Regions from separate parts of the Zea mays genome. Here region 2 is linked to region 1. The links are chromatin contacts, called in public Hi-C maps. All regions are on one chromosome and are shown on one strand. The core of a region is the stretch at or near the end of the contact, and the rest is flanking DNA. Distances in the headings are between cores, read along the strand shown.

Region 1 (7,237 bases), core at 1,752-4,251:
TGCTTCTTGCAATCTTATTCATATACCTTTGACTATTTGCAAAAGTACTTTGAAAAGATTTTCCAAAAGATTTTGCAAAAACAAAACAAGTGGTGCAAGCGTGGTCCAAAATGTCAAAAAGAAAGAAAGCAATCCATGCATATCTAATGAAAATATAAATTGGTTTAATTCCAAGCAACCTTTGCATTTACCCTATGCAAACTAGTTCAATTCTGCACTTATATATTTGCTTTGGTTTGTGTTGGCATCAATCACCAAAAAGGGGGAGATTGAAAGGGAAATAGGGTCAAACCTTTTCCTAAATGATTTTGGTAGTTGAATTGCCCAACACAAATATTGGACTAACTAGTTTGCTCTAGATTATATGTTCTACAAGTGCCAAAGGTTCAGCACAAACCAATAAAAAAATTAAAGTTAGGGTTCAAAAGAAAGGAGCAAAAGAAAGGAGTAAAACAAACAGAAGTGAACCCTGGTCTGGCGCACCAGAGTGTCAGGTGCACCACCGGACAGTGTCTGGTGCACCAGGGTGGATCGACTTCAAACTCTTCACCTTCGGGTTTCTGAGGCCACGCTCCGCTATAATTCACCGGACTGTCCGTTAGGTCACCGGACTGTCCGGTGTGCCAGCGGAGCAACGACTCCCAAGCGCAACGGTCGACTCCAACGGTCGCCTGCAACGTGAACAGTGCGCGGACAGTTCGCGTAGAAGTCAGAGCAGCGCTAGAAGGCGCATCGGACAGTGAACAGTGACTGTCCGGTGCGACACCAGACTGTCCGGTGGCCCAGGCTGTCAGAGCTCCAACGGTCGAAACCGTCAGAACTCTAACGGTTGGGTGACGTGGCTGGTGCACCGGACAGTGTCCGGTGGCGCACCGGACTATCCGGTGCGCCCATCGACAGTAGCCCTCCCCAACAGCTGTTTTGGTGGTTGGAGCTATAAATACTCCCAACCACCTCTATTCAAGGCATCCAAGTTTTCCAGCTATTGCATTCAATACAAGAGCTCTAGACTTCACTCCAAGACACAAACAAGAGATCAAATCCTCTCCCAAGTCCGAAATCACTCCAAACACTTAGTGACTAGTGAGTGAGAGATTTTCGTGTTCATTTGAGTTCTTGTCGCTTGGATCGCTTTTCTTCTTCCCCATCTTGTTCTCAAGACATTTGTAATCAAAGCAAGAGACACCAATTGTGTGGTGGTCCTTGCGGGGTCTAAGTGACCTATTTGATTGAGGAGAAAAGCTCACTCGGTCTAAGTGACCGTTTGAGAGAGGAAAAGGGTTGAAAGAGACCCGGTCTTTGTGACCACCTCAACGGGGAGTATGTTTGCAAGAACCGAACCTCGGTAAAACAAATCACCGTGTCATCCGTTCTATTTATTTGGTTGATTTGTTTTAGCCCTCTCTTGCGAACTCCGTTTTATTTCTAACATCAACCCCGGCTTGTAGTTGTGCTTAAAGTTATAAATTTCAGATTTGGCTATTCACCCCCTCTAGGCAACTTTCAGTAGACCCCAATGTGCAGCGCACTGCACACCCACTCTGCCACACAAAACGCAACCACGAGCGAGCCCACACGACCAACGCATCTCCAACAACCATCAACGTGCAGACACCCAATATAAGGCACAAGTGGCATTGCGGCAGGATGTTGCAGCATGCTAGGCCTGCAAAAATGTCGTAGTGGTACTCACCCTCAGCCAAGGTCGGACCTTATCGACAAGTGCGATTGCACATGGCCCAAAATTCTGAGGGGCCTAAAAAACTTCTTAGCTCAACAGTAAGCCTAAACAATATTTATCAGTGAACAGACTAACATTATATCATCTAAGCTGAACTCAATTAACAACTAGATTGTTGCTCTTCAAACACATTTATCAATACATTTGTTTATTTATGTATTCTATTACAATATAATTTCTTAAAAACAGATAGATTTAATATAAAGAGTTATAAGTGTTATCTAGTAAACCTTTTACAATTCAGAATACATAAATTATATAATTTTGATTATATTTTTCTATAAAATAAGACCTCTTTTGAATTTTAGTACAAGACCTCTAAATTTACCACCCCGTCCCTGCTCTCAGCCCACTGTCCCAAGACAGGTGCTGTGTCCACTGCCTCCTTCGCTAAACGTGCTTTGTTTTAGTAGCTCTTCCTTTAATCTATTTTTTTGTTCGGCCACTGCCATGAAAAACGTAGTGTTTCCCGTGATATAAATAAAAATCCGTTTTAATGCACTTCGCGATGAGCCTTGCTGGCCGCTCTGGATCGTAGACGCTCGAATAAAGATAGTTTTTGTTTCATATAATTAGTAGCGAAGAGCCAGAATAGATGAATGATAAATTACGCTTTAATATTATATATGTACATTATATGTATAGCTATTATGTATATAGATATAGAATTGTACTCTTTTTTAAGGTTGAGGGAGTACTTGTCGCCTGCATGTATATCAACTTTTGGTTTGCTTGGCACTGTTTTTTTCAAGTTATATTAGTCCTCTATCCATTCTAAATTATAAAATAGTTTTTATCTTTTTAGACACAGATTTTTTATATACTTAGATATACATCATATCTCGATATACAGTTAGAGAAATATATCTAAAAATATCAAAACATCTCATAATAAAGAGTGTAGCACTGAGCACATTTCTTAAAATTCATTGTTCTTCAAACCTTTTATTCAGACAGAGTTACAGGCGCAGAAGCACACATACATATGAGCAAAATCGATTAAGTTAATTACAAACGTAATCCTAAATGAATTCCTTGTGCCGCACTATATGCTAGTTGCTAGCCTAGTAGCCTCCGTGTGGAGAGGAACCACACGTTCCTCCTAAGAAGGAAAAAAAAAACAAAAATCACGAAGCAGACAGCACCGGACACACTGACGCGGACTTGGAAAGGCACTGGAGGGGCAGTTTGGTCAAACCCGCAGGCCGAGAGGAAAGAAAGTGCCCGGCCCACCCGCTGGGATCAACTGCCGAACCGTCTGGAAGGCACTAACGCCGTGACAACACTCAAATTACCAAAACACCCTCGTCCATCTTCGACTGAGCTCGGCCGTCCGATCACCTTCAAGATTCCCGAACCGCTTCCCACGGCAGCTCGCTCCCTATATGAATCGAGCGGCGCGCGATCATCCATTAACGGAACAAAGTACTTGCGAGGCAACGGGAAGGAGGTAGAAGAGGGAGAGTAAAGTAGCGCGCCGCAGCCGCAGCGGAGGAAAGGCAAGGGCGGCGAGGGAACACGCGGTTGCTTGCGGAAACCCGCTCGACTCGGTCTCTCCGCCCGCGAGTTGGGTTGATCGGAGGGTTTGATGACGGGGGCGCGGGAGCCGGTGGCCATGGAGATACCAGCGGAGGAAGGGCCAGCGGCGGCGAGGGCGCCGCCGCGGCGGATTAGGAGGAGGCTGGTGGAGGGGGCGCGCGGCGGTGGGGCGCCGGCGAGCGTGGAGGAGATCGAGGCCAGGCTTAGGGAGGCCGAGCTCCGGAGGCAGGTACGTGTCCCTTTCGTCCTGTTTCCTTCTTCCCGCCGCGTGCTAGTTTGGTTTACGTTGCTTCTTGCTTGCTCGTAGTTGCCAGTTGGGTTGCTTCGGCGTGAACTGTGAAGTCGAAATAATTCGTAGCGGTCACGATAATTACTTGATCGCTTTTTACTGGTGCGGTGAGGCGAGGCCAGGGTAGTTGTTCTCCGCCCGTTTCTGAAGCTGTTCTTTTTTTTTTTCTGGATTTCTCCTGCGATTTCATTGGCCATTAATTCCAAATTGGAGTTCCTTTTGGCGAGACAAAACCTGTTTTACTCTTTTCATGTGCGAATTTGTTGGCAAGTAAGGGTGTAGGAACGAGGAATTGGGAGGTGCAGACTGCAGAGTGTGTGGATTGTGGAAGGTTTGGGAAAATTGGATGAGCACCGTTAAAGGATCTCTGGTTTAGAAAATACTACTGAAAGATTTAGTTGTAGAAAACTAGCACCTGAAGGTTGCTCCGTTGTTTCGTTTTACCATCCACGTTGACTTGTCCGGAAAAAAATTGGTTGGAGCAACACAAGCACCGACCGCGTGGATTGGCTTAGAAGTAACTTGACACACATGTACCTCTGCAAAATTTGGTGACCAAAAACATGGTTGGAGCTTTTTGTTGCTTAATGTGAATTGTGATTTGCTAGTCGATGTTTTGTTAAATTTGCTCTAAACCGTTTAATGAGGAGTCTCTTGATGGGTCTCTAGGGGCCTAAGTTAAAAAAATTAAGCCCGTCTCTTCACGGACTTTCGTAGTCTTTCGTAGTCCGATGGTTCTTGTCGTAGTCCAATGGTTCTTGAGAGTTGTCGTGTTTACTGTTTGTTTGATTCATTTTGGGAGTAAAGTGTCATAGGAAACAACTATTGGAGTCGAATTGGACTGATTGCAGTATAGGATAACTTGTTGACTTTTCGAATGTTGTTTTTCAGCAATTCCGTGAATGGTTGGCCTGCAAAGCAAGGAAGAAGCCACGGAGCCCGTCGTGGTCCTCTCAAGAAGAAGACCATGGGCAGCGCCTTGAAGCGAAGCTTCTGGCTGCTGAGCAGAAAAGGCTAAGCCTCTTGGCGAAGGCACAGAACCGACTCGCCAAGTTGGATGAACTCAGACAAGCTGCTAAGAATGATGTGGAAATGAGGTTTGAGAAGGAAAGGGAAGAACTCGAGACCAGAGTTGAGTCTCGTGTCCGACAGGCAGAGGAGAACCGCATGCGCCTTCTGCATGCCGATATGCAGAAGCGGGCCGCACTGAAGGAGAGGACAGCGAGGTCCCTGGTGCAGAAGGCAAAATCAGAGAGCAAATACATGGAGCAGGTGCGCTCTGCAATTTCTCTGAAGCGCGCTGCTGCTGAGAAGAAACGACTGAGGTTGCTGGAAGCTGAAAAGACCAAGGCTCAAGCTAGGCTTTTACGCATCCAAAAAGCTGCCATGACTGTATGCAGCCGGAGAGAATCAGAGAGGAGAAAACTGAAAGAACAGCTGGACAACAAACTTCAAAGGGTATGTATTCTCAACTCTCATAGTGTTCTGTTAAACATTTTTTTATCCTTGTGTTCTGTTTCTAACATCCAGAGATTATCTTACTGGAACAGGCGAAGAGGCAGAGGGCTGAGTATTTGAAACAAAGAGGAAGTCCTCGTGGTTCAACCCATGCTGATTACTTAAAGCATGCATATGCCCTTTCAAGAAAACTAGCAAGGTACTAATATGGCTTCCAACAAGTGCATATTTTGATATATTTTTCTTGTTCTTGTCTGATGAGGGGAATTATCATCACTATTTTTGTCATTTTTTTGTACTTCAGACACTGGAGAATATTTGTGAAGTCCAGGAAGACAACATTTGCTTTGGCTCAAGCTTATGATGCCTTGGGGATTAATGAGAAGTCTGTGAAAAATATGCCTTTTGAAAAATTAGCCATGTCAATGGAATCTCCTGTAGTTCTTCGGAGCACGAAGGCATTACTCGACCGATTGGAGAAACGCCTTGTCATTTCTCATTCAGTAGCATCTTCATCAGTAGAAAATGTTGATCATCTTCTGAAACGCCTTGGTTCTCCCCCAAGGAGGAAGGCTCCTCCTAGCAGAGAAGGAAAAACTCGGGCAGTGGTAAAAAGACCAGCTAAAAGTTCTGAGGCAAGCATCAAATTGCCCAGATACTCACTGAGGGTGGTGCTCTGTGCTTACATGATACTGGCTCATCCCAGTGCTGTTTTAAGTGGGCAAGGTGAGCGGGAGAAACAGCTTATCGAGTCGGCAGCAAACTTTATCAAGGAGTTCGAGCTGTTGATTAAGGTAATTCTTGATGGACCAGGGCAGTCATCTGGTGTTACTGGCCAGAGGAAGTTCAGGGCACAGTTGGCTAATTTTGACAAGGCGTGGTGTTCGTATCTTTACAGCTTTGTGGTGTGGAAGGTAAAAGATGCAAGATTATTGGAGGAAGATCTTGTCAGGGCTGCATGCAAGCTTGAGTTGTCAATGATGCAAACATGCAAGCTAACTGCAGACAGGCACTCGCAAAACAATCTTACACATGACATGAAGGCAATTCAGAAACAGGTTATTGATGATCAAAAGCTTTTACGAGATAAGGTTCAACACCTGAGTGGCGATGCTGGCCTTGAGCGGATGAACTCTGCTCTTTCCGATACGAGATCAAAGTTCTTTGAAGCAAAGGAGAATGGGAGTCCATTGACAGCACCTGTTGCAAATGTGTCTACCCCTTTGAGCATCAATTCGTCTGGGAAAGCACCACTTTCTGAGGTTCCTGAAAGTTCCAGGACAAATGTTGTTGGGACAAGCTCTGTAGTCCGTTCTTTGTTCAGTGCTTCTTCGTCATCAGTCAGTTCATCACCAGAAAAGCAGCCGACAGAGAATGAAAAAATGGTCAATGAAATGCTTCATGAGGATGCCAGTGCTTTTGCTGGCAGGTCTGATAGTGCTAGTACTGCTGAGGAGGAGTTCCAGAACAAAGTGAGAGAAACCATGGAGAAAGCTTTCTGGGATATGGTCACCAACTCCATGAGGGGAGAAAGACCTGATTATAGTCAATTGATCAACCTAGTAAAGGAAGTGAGGGATTCGTTGCATGACCTGGCTCCAAAAGAATGGAAGGAGAAAATTCTTGAGAACATTGACCTTGAAATTCTGTCTCAGGTACTTGGGTCAGGTTCCCAGGATGCACAATACTTGGGGCAGATTTTGGAGTATTCTCTGGATATGGTTCGCAAGCTCTCTGCTGCTGCAAAGGAGGATGAGATGAAGAAAAACCATGATAAATTATTGAGTGAATTGTCTACGAATTCTGAAGTTAACGGCGATGGCATCAACTCATTTGTCATTGCTGTTATCAAGGGCCTTCGTTTCATCCTGGAAGAAATAAAGGTATATTTCTTGTTAAATGTTAATGCATTAGTTATTCCTATACTTTCTTATCAGAGTTAATGTTCCTAGAATTGATTTCGCTTGGGGTTTCTGACACAATCCTTTGTAAAACAGGAACTGAAAGCAGAAGTGAGTAAAGCACGTATCCAGATGATGCAACAGATCATAAAAGAGTCGGCTGGGGTTGAGTACCTGCAGAAGGCTTTTGCTGATCGCTATGGACCTCCTGAGACAGCACCAGCTTCTCTTCCCCTAACTCTGCAATGGATTTTGACATCGAAGAACATTGCGGAAGAAGAATGGAGTGAACATTCAGACTGTCTTTCA
Region 2 (6,947 bases), core at 330-2,829, 200 kb before region 1:
ACATATTGACCCACTACATGCATCTATAAGATTTTCTGGCTCAAAACAAGCTAACATAAACATGCATAAACTTGGGAAACTACTGCATATGGATGCAAATCGATAATACCTGGTGGACATCTTCTCAATGCGTACTCTAATAGTCAAATTTGCAGCTGTCTTGAAAGCATATATTTTCAAGTCGTCGTTGAATGATGCTGAGACCTGTTCTGCCAAAGCTAACGCTTCCTTGTCCCACCATGCACCAGCAAGGGATATACCGCCACCAGCACCTCCATCTCCAGCCTCCAGAACATAATTCAATGTTTACATAATCAAACTGTATTTATCAAGCAAGTAGAGTGAAACTTACATAAAGATCCTGTTCATCATCACTCTCAAAATCATCTTCAAAGTCATAGTCGTCCTCATACTCTTCGTCATCATCCATTACATCTGCATGATTTGGTGAACGAAGTAACTTTATTTAGTATAACAAAGTACTGCTTGGCTTATATATGAAACTAATAATACTAACTGAGCAGGGGACATCAAAAGTCATGAGCAGACAAGTATGCTGGTTGCTGAAACACTGTATGTTTTAGAGCACACAAGTTCAGACAAACGCATTGTAAATCAGAACCGCTACATAACCTAAGACCATAAATCATTATTGATGTTTGCAATAGAAGGAAATACATCACTACATCAGCCCTGTCCCAATTTACTAACAAGACTGTAGTGTTGCACCTCCAAGTGTTCGTGCTAGAAAGCATAAACCTTGACAAGGTAAGGACTAATGAGTTACGCAAATGATCAATGACATCTTTCCCTCAATTTCGTGGTGATTGTAGGTCCCAACAATGTGCAGTGCAACTGCATCTTCTTCTGAAACAAATGGAAGAGTCTGCATATTGTAGGATAACTCGTAGTCATGTGTGTAGATGATCGTACCACACACCTTGCTAGCATGGATGATTCATAGTGAACGATAAGACACAAGCACATGAAAAGGAACAGATGCGCAAAACGCTTCTCACTAAAATTTTAGAGGGGATGCATCACAGTGCGAACAATCAGATGAGGGGAGCATATAAATGGAGCAAACTGCAGGGACCACAATCCCCAGTCGTCCCACAGGAAGTCAGCCGGAAATCCCAAACAGGAAAAACAAACATCACCGAGTTCACAAAATCCATTACCGCCTTCGTCTTCTTTGGCGTCGTCGAAGTCCTCCTCCATCTCGTCGGTGAAATCATCTGCGACCTCCTCATCTGGCGGATCTTCGATATATTCATTCCTCTTCTTCTTGGCAAATGGCACCACCGCTGGGGCATTCCGACGAACAATGGGTGGGCATGGACGTCCGGAAAAGGCAGCACTCAGTGCCACGGTAGTGGAGGGCAACGAGCCGGGCAGAAGAGGAAACCTTGATGGCCTGACGGGTAAGCGCCCATGAACGACGCTTTCGACGACCAAATCCATCGGTTAACAGATGACTTCAGAGCCACCATGGAGCGTGGTGACGAGGCCAGCTTATCCTTTTAAGCTGGTAACGGCGTACGCCAACAGGATGCGGAAACGTCTTTCTGAAAGTCCGCCATAACTGACACGTCCTCACCCTCCTTCGGTCCTTCCCGGTTACCAATGGAGACGAAACGAACGAGTACTGTACACATCGAAGAACACAACGCGAACTAGTGTCGCCACGCCGCCTCCGCTCCGACGCGCATGTCCGCCAAATGCCGCGCGGCCACCCCCACCCGCTCCCACGCCGCGGTCGCCTCCTCCAGTTCGCCGCGGCGGCGTCCGGGCTCCTGCTCCTTACGCTGCTCGTCCTCCTCCCGGCCGCGCCGCCCTGGGAGCACACCACCGCGCCCGCCTCGCTCCTCCACGCGGCCATCGCTGCGCACCCGTCGCCGAATTCCTACGCGCGGCCCTGCGCCGACCACCTCGCCCTCTCGCTGCACCGCCTCCGCGCCTCGTTGTCGTCCCTGGAGTCCGGCGACGTCCCCGCCGCGCTCCACCTCGCCTCCGGCTCGCTCCAGTGCCAGTACGACTGCTCCCACCTCCTCTCGCTCCCGGCCTTCCGCTCCCACCCCCTCACGTCCCGCTTCCTCAATTCCCTTGCCCCACAAACCCTAAATGCCGCCCTGAAACCTCCTCCCTCTTCCGCCCCTGCCGCCGCATTCCCTGCGAGGATCCGCCCCGACGCCACGGTGTGCAAACCGAATTCCGGTGTGAAGCCGTGTGGCTACTCGACCGTGCAGGCCGCGGTGGACGCAGCGCCGAACCACACCGCTGGCGCTGGGCACTTCGCCATCGCAGTTGGTGCAGGTACGTACAAGGAAAATGTCGTGATTCCGTATGAGAAGGCCAACATTTTGCTGATGGGGGAGGGTATGGGAGCTACTGTTATCACTGCGTCCCGGAGCGTGGGGATCGATGGGCTGGGAACTTATGAAACTGCGACGGTGGATGTGATCGGTGACGGGTTCCGTGCGAGGGATATAACATTTGAGAACAGCGCTGGTGCTGGAGCTCATCAGGCTGTAGCGTTCCGTTCTGACAGCGATCGGTCAGTGCTGGAGAATGTGGAGTTCCGTGGACATCAGGATACGCTGTATGCTCACACAATGCGGCAGTTCTACCGCAGGTGCCATATTGTAGGGACAGTGGATTTTATATTTGGGAATGCAGCAGCAGTGTTTGAGGAATGTGTGATTAAGACTGTACCACGGGCCGAGGGAGCTCAGAAGCGCGCACGAAACGTGGTGGCGGCTAGTGGGAGGATTGATCCGGGGCAGACGACAGGGTTTGTATTTGTGAATTGCACTGTGGATGGGAACAAAGGGTTTGTGGAATTGTTTCGGAGAAAGCCAGATTCATACAGACTGTATTTGGGCCGGCCATGGAAGGAGTATGCCAGGACATTGTATGTCAGCTGTTACTTGGGGACAGTTGTCAGGCCGGAGGGATGGCTTCCATGGCGAGGTGATTTTGCTCTCAGTACACTGTATTATGGAGAGTTTGACAGTCGAGGCCCTGGTGCAAACCACACAGCAAGGGTTGAGTGGAGCAGTCAGACACCAGAACAGTATGTCAAACACTTTTCAACGGAGAACTTCATTCAGGGCCATCAATGGATTGCGTACTAACTACAGTGTAAATTGTTGTTCTTGGATCAGTGACTTATTGGCACCTTAAGACTGTCTCTAGTAAACTATGCAGAATAGGAGATACGGAACTATATATGACACTGAGAGGAGTTTGAAATAAGGAATGTGATAGAGGATGTGATAGTGAATCTGCTGGAGATAGCCTAACAGCACGATAGTGAAAATTTTCTGGAACGGTAAATACATTCATCCATTATTCCAAGGATCTCGAGACACATGTGGTTCCTGTTAGAAAATCCAAACTGATGTGGTTCGTGTTTTGTTTTCTTACTATATATGTACCTATTTTTTAGTAATAATTCTGTTTTTTAATTAAACTGTTCCTTGCATATAGTAAAGATTAAAATTGTTTTCTCTATAGAATATGGTAGAATGCCTTTTACGTTATTTACTATATATATATATATATATATATATATATATATATATATATATATATATATATATATATATATATCCGTGCATTGTTTCTGGCCTATTATTTTTTGTTGTTATGGTTTCTAGCTTCCAATGGACACTTACACTCATTATATTACTATTTCTAGCACGGAAAGAAATATTTCCTAATATTTGCTAATCAGTGGAAAAAGAAAGGTCAATGTTGCACCTTCTGTATTAGCTGAATGGATACTAGCAGTCACCGATTTATTCAGAACTTCTGTTGGTAACATTATACTTGGTATTTGCAAATTAGCTTTACATCTTTGCAGTCAATAGTATAGACAACTTAAGTTATCTAATGGGTGTTCCTAATAACTGTACACTTGACAGTGATTTGTTATGCAAATTTGAACGATTTGGTCATATCACAAAACTATAGTAAGTAACAAATTGTGATGCAGCATGAGTACCATTTAGCTAAGCATTGGAAGTTGAACTTAGATCTGAGGAGGTGCTATATGTTGTTCACAAATCACAAGGCTACAAAACCATGTGTTCTCACCTATGACAATCCAATTTGTAACCTAAATTGACTGCTAATGCTTTAGAGAGTTTAGAATTAACACTGTCTGCCTGAACAACAGTACCATGTAACAAAGTTAGAAGATGTTATTACTAAAAATATGGTTTGTTTTTAGATGTTCTGTTTTTATCTTTCTCTTGTGGCACACTTCCTCTTTGACAGAAGGCAACGTTCTCTTAAAATCTTGGGTGCTTGTTCTCCGGTGCCTATCGAGAAGTGTGCTTTCTTTGCTTGGACAATTTCTCCTTTGAGACTCAGTAATGTTCATGCTATTGCGACCCTTTCCACCACCCGGTCCATCCGACATATGTGGAAATGCTGTGCTGAGGAACTGTGATCCTCCCCATCATTAAGCTAAAAATCATTTTGGTGGACCTTTCTGCCTTTCATTCAGAATGCAAAACTTCTGCAAAATATGGTGTGTGTGTGTGGGGTGGTGGTGGTCAGGGAAACCTCCACCTGATATATTATAGCCTTGGAGGCCGAGTGAACAACCCATAGAGAGGGACAAAGGAATTACACTTCAACAATTGCAAACTCTTGCAAGGTGGAGCATAATGACAGGTGTTTCACGTCCTTATGCAATCTAAACATTCCAGTTGCAGTCATAATCCTTGAAACAGAACTATATCTCATGCTGACGAAAGGGGATCAATGACAGTTGTTTTCTTCGTTGCCATTGTCTCAGAGCACACCATGTGTGAAGGAAAACAATGCCACCACGAGAAGGTTTCATTCAGGTAACCTTGGTCTGCCTTGTTATATGATCCTATCTCATCGATATGGTACATTGATAGCTGGTATGCGCTATTGCAGGGTTCAATCATTATTACACCGGGGTTGAATGATATTATGTTATTTCCTATTGTGTGGGGTAATCAAAATTTTCTTACAGTAATTAAATCCTACCACTTATCCCATTTTACCCCTTGTATCTAGATTGTGTTTCTATCTAAGCACAAAGTTTTGCACCATAGGTTCCAACACTACACTAACATGACAATTCTAGGAATGTACAAACATGAATGTAAATTGCACAAATGTAAATGAGGAGGGTTAGGGACACAACAATGTTTTTTGAGGTATCAGATAGTCGGCACTCCCGCTAGTCGTTATTGCAGCACATGCGCAAAGGTATTGCTCTCCTTTGGTCCATGTAAGGATCAAGTATCAAGTTCTCTCTACAGGTTGATTGTTTGCTACTCCAGTACCATCAATCACCCACAAGTGTTTACACCATGAGTTGGGCCTATCACAATCACCATTGAGAGATTACGAATCTCTCAATCACCACAAAATTATCTAGGTGATGTCTATCACAAGAGTACCAAACATAGACTCTCACTTGATCTAAACTAGCCTAATGAGGAAGGTAGATGCACACGTACCCCTATTCACTAATGAGGTCTTTAATCTTACGATTATCAAATCAGAATCACCCACTATACAAGAACTCCCATTTTGTTCTCCAAAGTATGATATCAGCTGAAATACGTGGCAAAAGAGCTTTATTAGATGAGATGGATGGGTATACATACCCCAACCACTCTACTCAACTAGTCGTTATTGCTCATTGCAATAGCAAATGGGAGCATCAGATCATCTGATGCCTGGCATCAGAATAATCTGGTGTCCCTCCGATGGCTAGTTCCATTTTGTTCGTTAGTAGTACGGTCCAGTAGCATATGTTCCAATGAACACCATAGAATCAATCTGATGTGTTGATGCCTTCTCTGGAATGCCTCTGAATACCATTGGAATGGGAGATTTTGCTCTAATGGGTCCCCACCCTTCTCGCTCTGATGTGCTATGGAAAAACCTTAGCAGACGAAGGCCATAGCATATATTCCGATGTAATGCATTTGTACCATCCTGTTGAGCACCACTTTGAGCCGGCGGATGGTCCGCGCCTGTGGGCCGGACGGTCCGTGCAAACGCAGAACATATTAGGGTTCCGAGTTTTGTGCTACGGTTGTTAGCTAGATTCGCGGAATTCGCTCGGAAATTAGTTTGTAAAGGGTCCAGCTTCCCTCCTCTATAAATAGAGAGGTGTATGACCGATTTGTACTTATCAATCGAATCAATAACACTTCTATTTCACATTTATTTCCTTTACAATTAGGAGTAGTTCTAGTTTAGCCTCTCGATCCCAAATTCCCCGCTTCTATTCGACTCTACGTCGATTAGAGGAGTCTAGGTCGGCCTGCCCGAGCCTAGACATCACCTAGGATCTCTCCTCCCCGACGGGGTCCCTCCCGGGAGCGAGATGCAGGCGCCGCCGGTGATCTTCCACCGCCCCTGCGCGGACCGTCAGGCAGGAATCCTAGCCTCGTGCTAGGCCACGGACCGTCCGGCCACTGGCCGCGGACCGTCCGCCCCTGCGAAGAGAGCACCGCCACTGGTTCGTGTTGAGTAATTGGCGCCCTAAAAAGGCGTCAACATACTTTTTGGCGACTCCGCGGGGGAAAACACATCTAGACCTATCAAATCGGCCCTCAATGGTCGGTTCAAGGGATAGTTCTGAAGTCTCCCCCAGCAACATTATAGAGCCGACTTGGGAAACCTTGCCGGGTGACGAACAGCTCCAGTTCGAGGAGCATAAGGAGCAGCTGATCCAGGAGGCAAAAACAAAGTTCTTGGCCAACTTCAAAGTGGACAGAAATAACAAGGTCGTCCGACAACGGGCGACGGATCCGGCTTCACTTCGACCCTCACCAGATATCCCCAATGTAAGTAATACAAACGAACTGCAATCTCTTAAGAATTATGTAGATGAACAGCGAGAACAAATGCAAAATATCATAGGGGATATGCAAAACGACTAT

The links. A called contact is a pair of places that touch in the nucleus more often than the background predicts.
Region 2: a contact with region 1 is called in a Hi-C map of leaf, with 5 times the contacts expected there. The contact joins the promoter of LOC100216947 here to the promoter of LOC103646427 in region 1. A contact is called at or near these places in 2 of 25 Hi-C or Micro-C datasets (ear and leaf).

Annotation. Positions count from the first base shown.
Region 1 is chr2:50,327,603-50,334,839 of Zm-B73-REFERENCE-NAM-5.0, reverse strand. LOC103646427 reads left to right here and starts at 3,001. Exons shown (of 6, transcript XM_020548296.3): 1 at 3,001-3,509; 2 at 4,461-5,027; 3 at 5,120-5,226; 4 at 5,332-6,910; 5 at 7,025-7,237. The coding sequence starts at 3,330.
Region 2 is chr2:50,527,617-50,534,563 of Zm-B73-REFERENCE-NAM-5.0, reverse strand. It overlaps LOC100216947 (Uncharacterized protein family UPF0090), which reads right to left and starts at 1,579. Exons shown (of 6, transcript NM_001359523.1): 1 at 1,409-1,579; 2 at 1,182-1,307; 3 at 353-435; 4 at 110-285. The coding sequence starts at 1,493. It overlaps LOC100272930 (putative pectinesterase/pectinesterase inhibitor 51), which reads left to right and starts at 1,660. Exons shown (of 1, transcript NM_001147382.1): 1 at 1,660-3,388. The coding sequence starts at 1,722. The coding sequence ends at 3,137.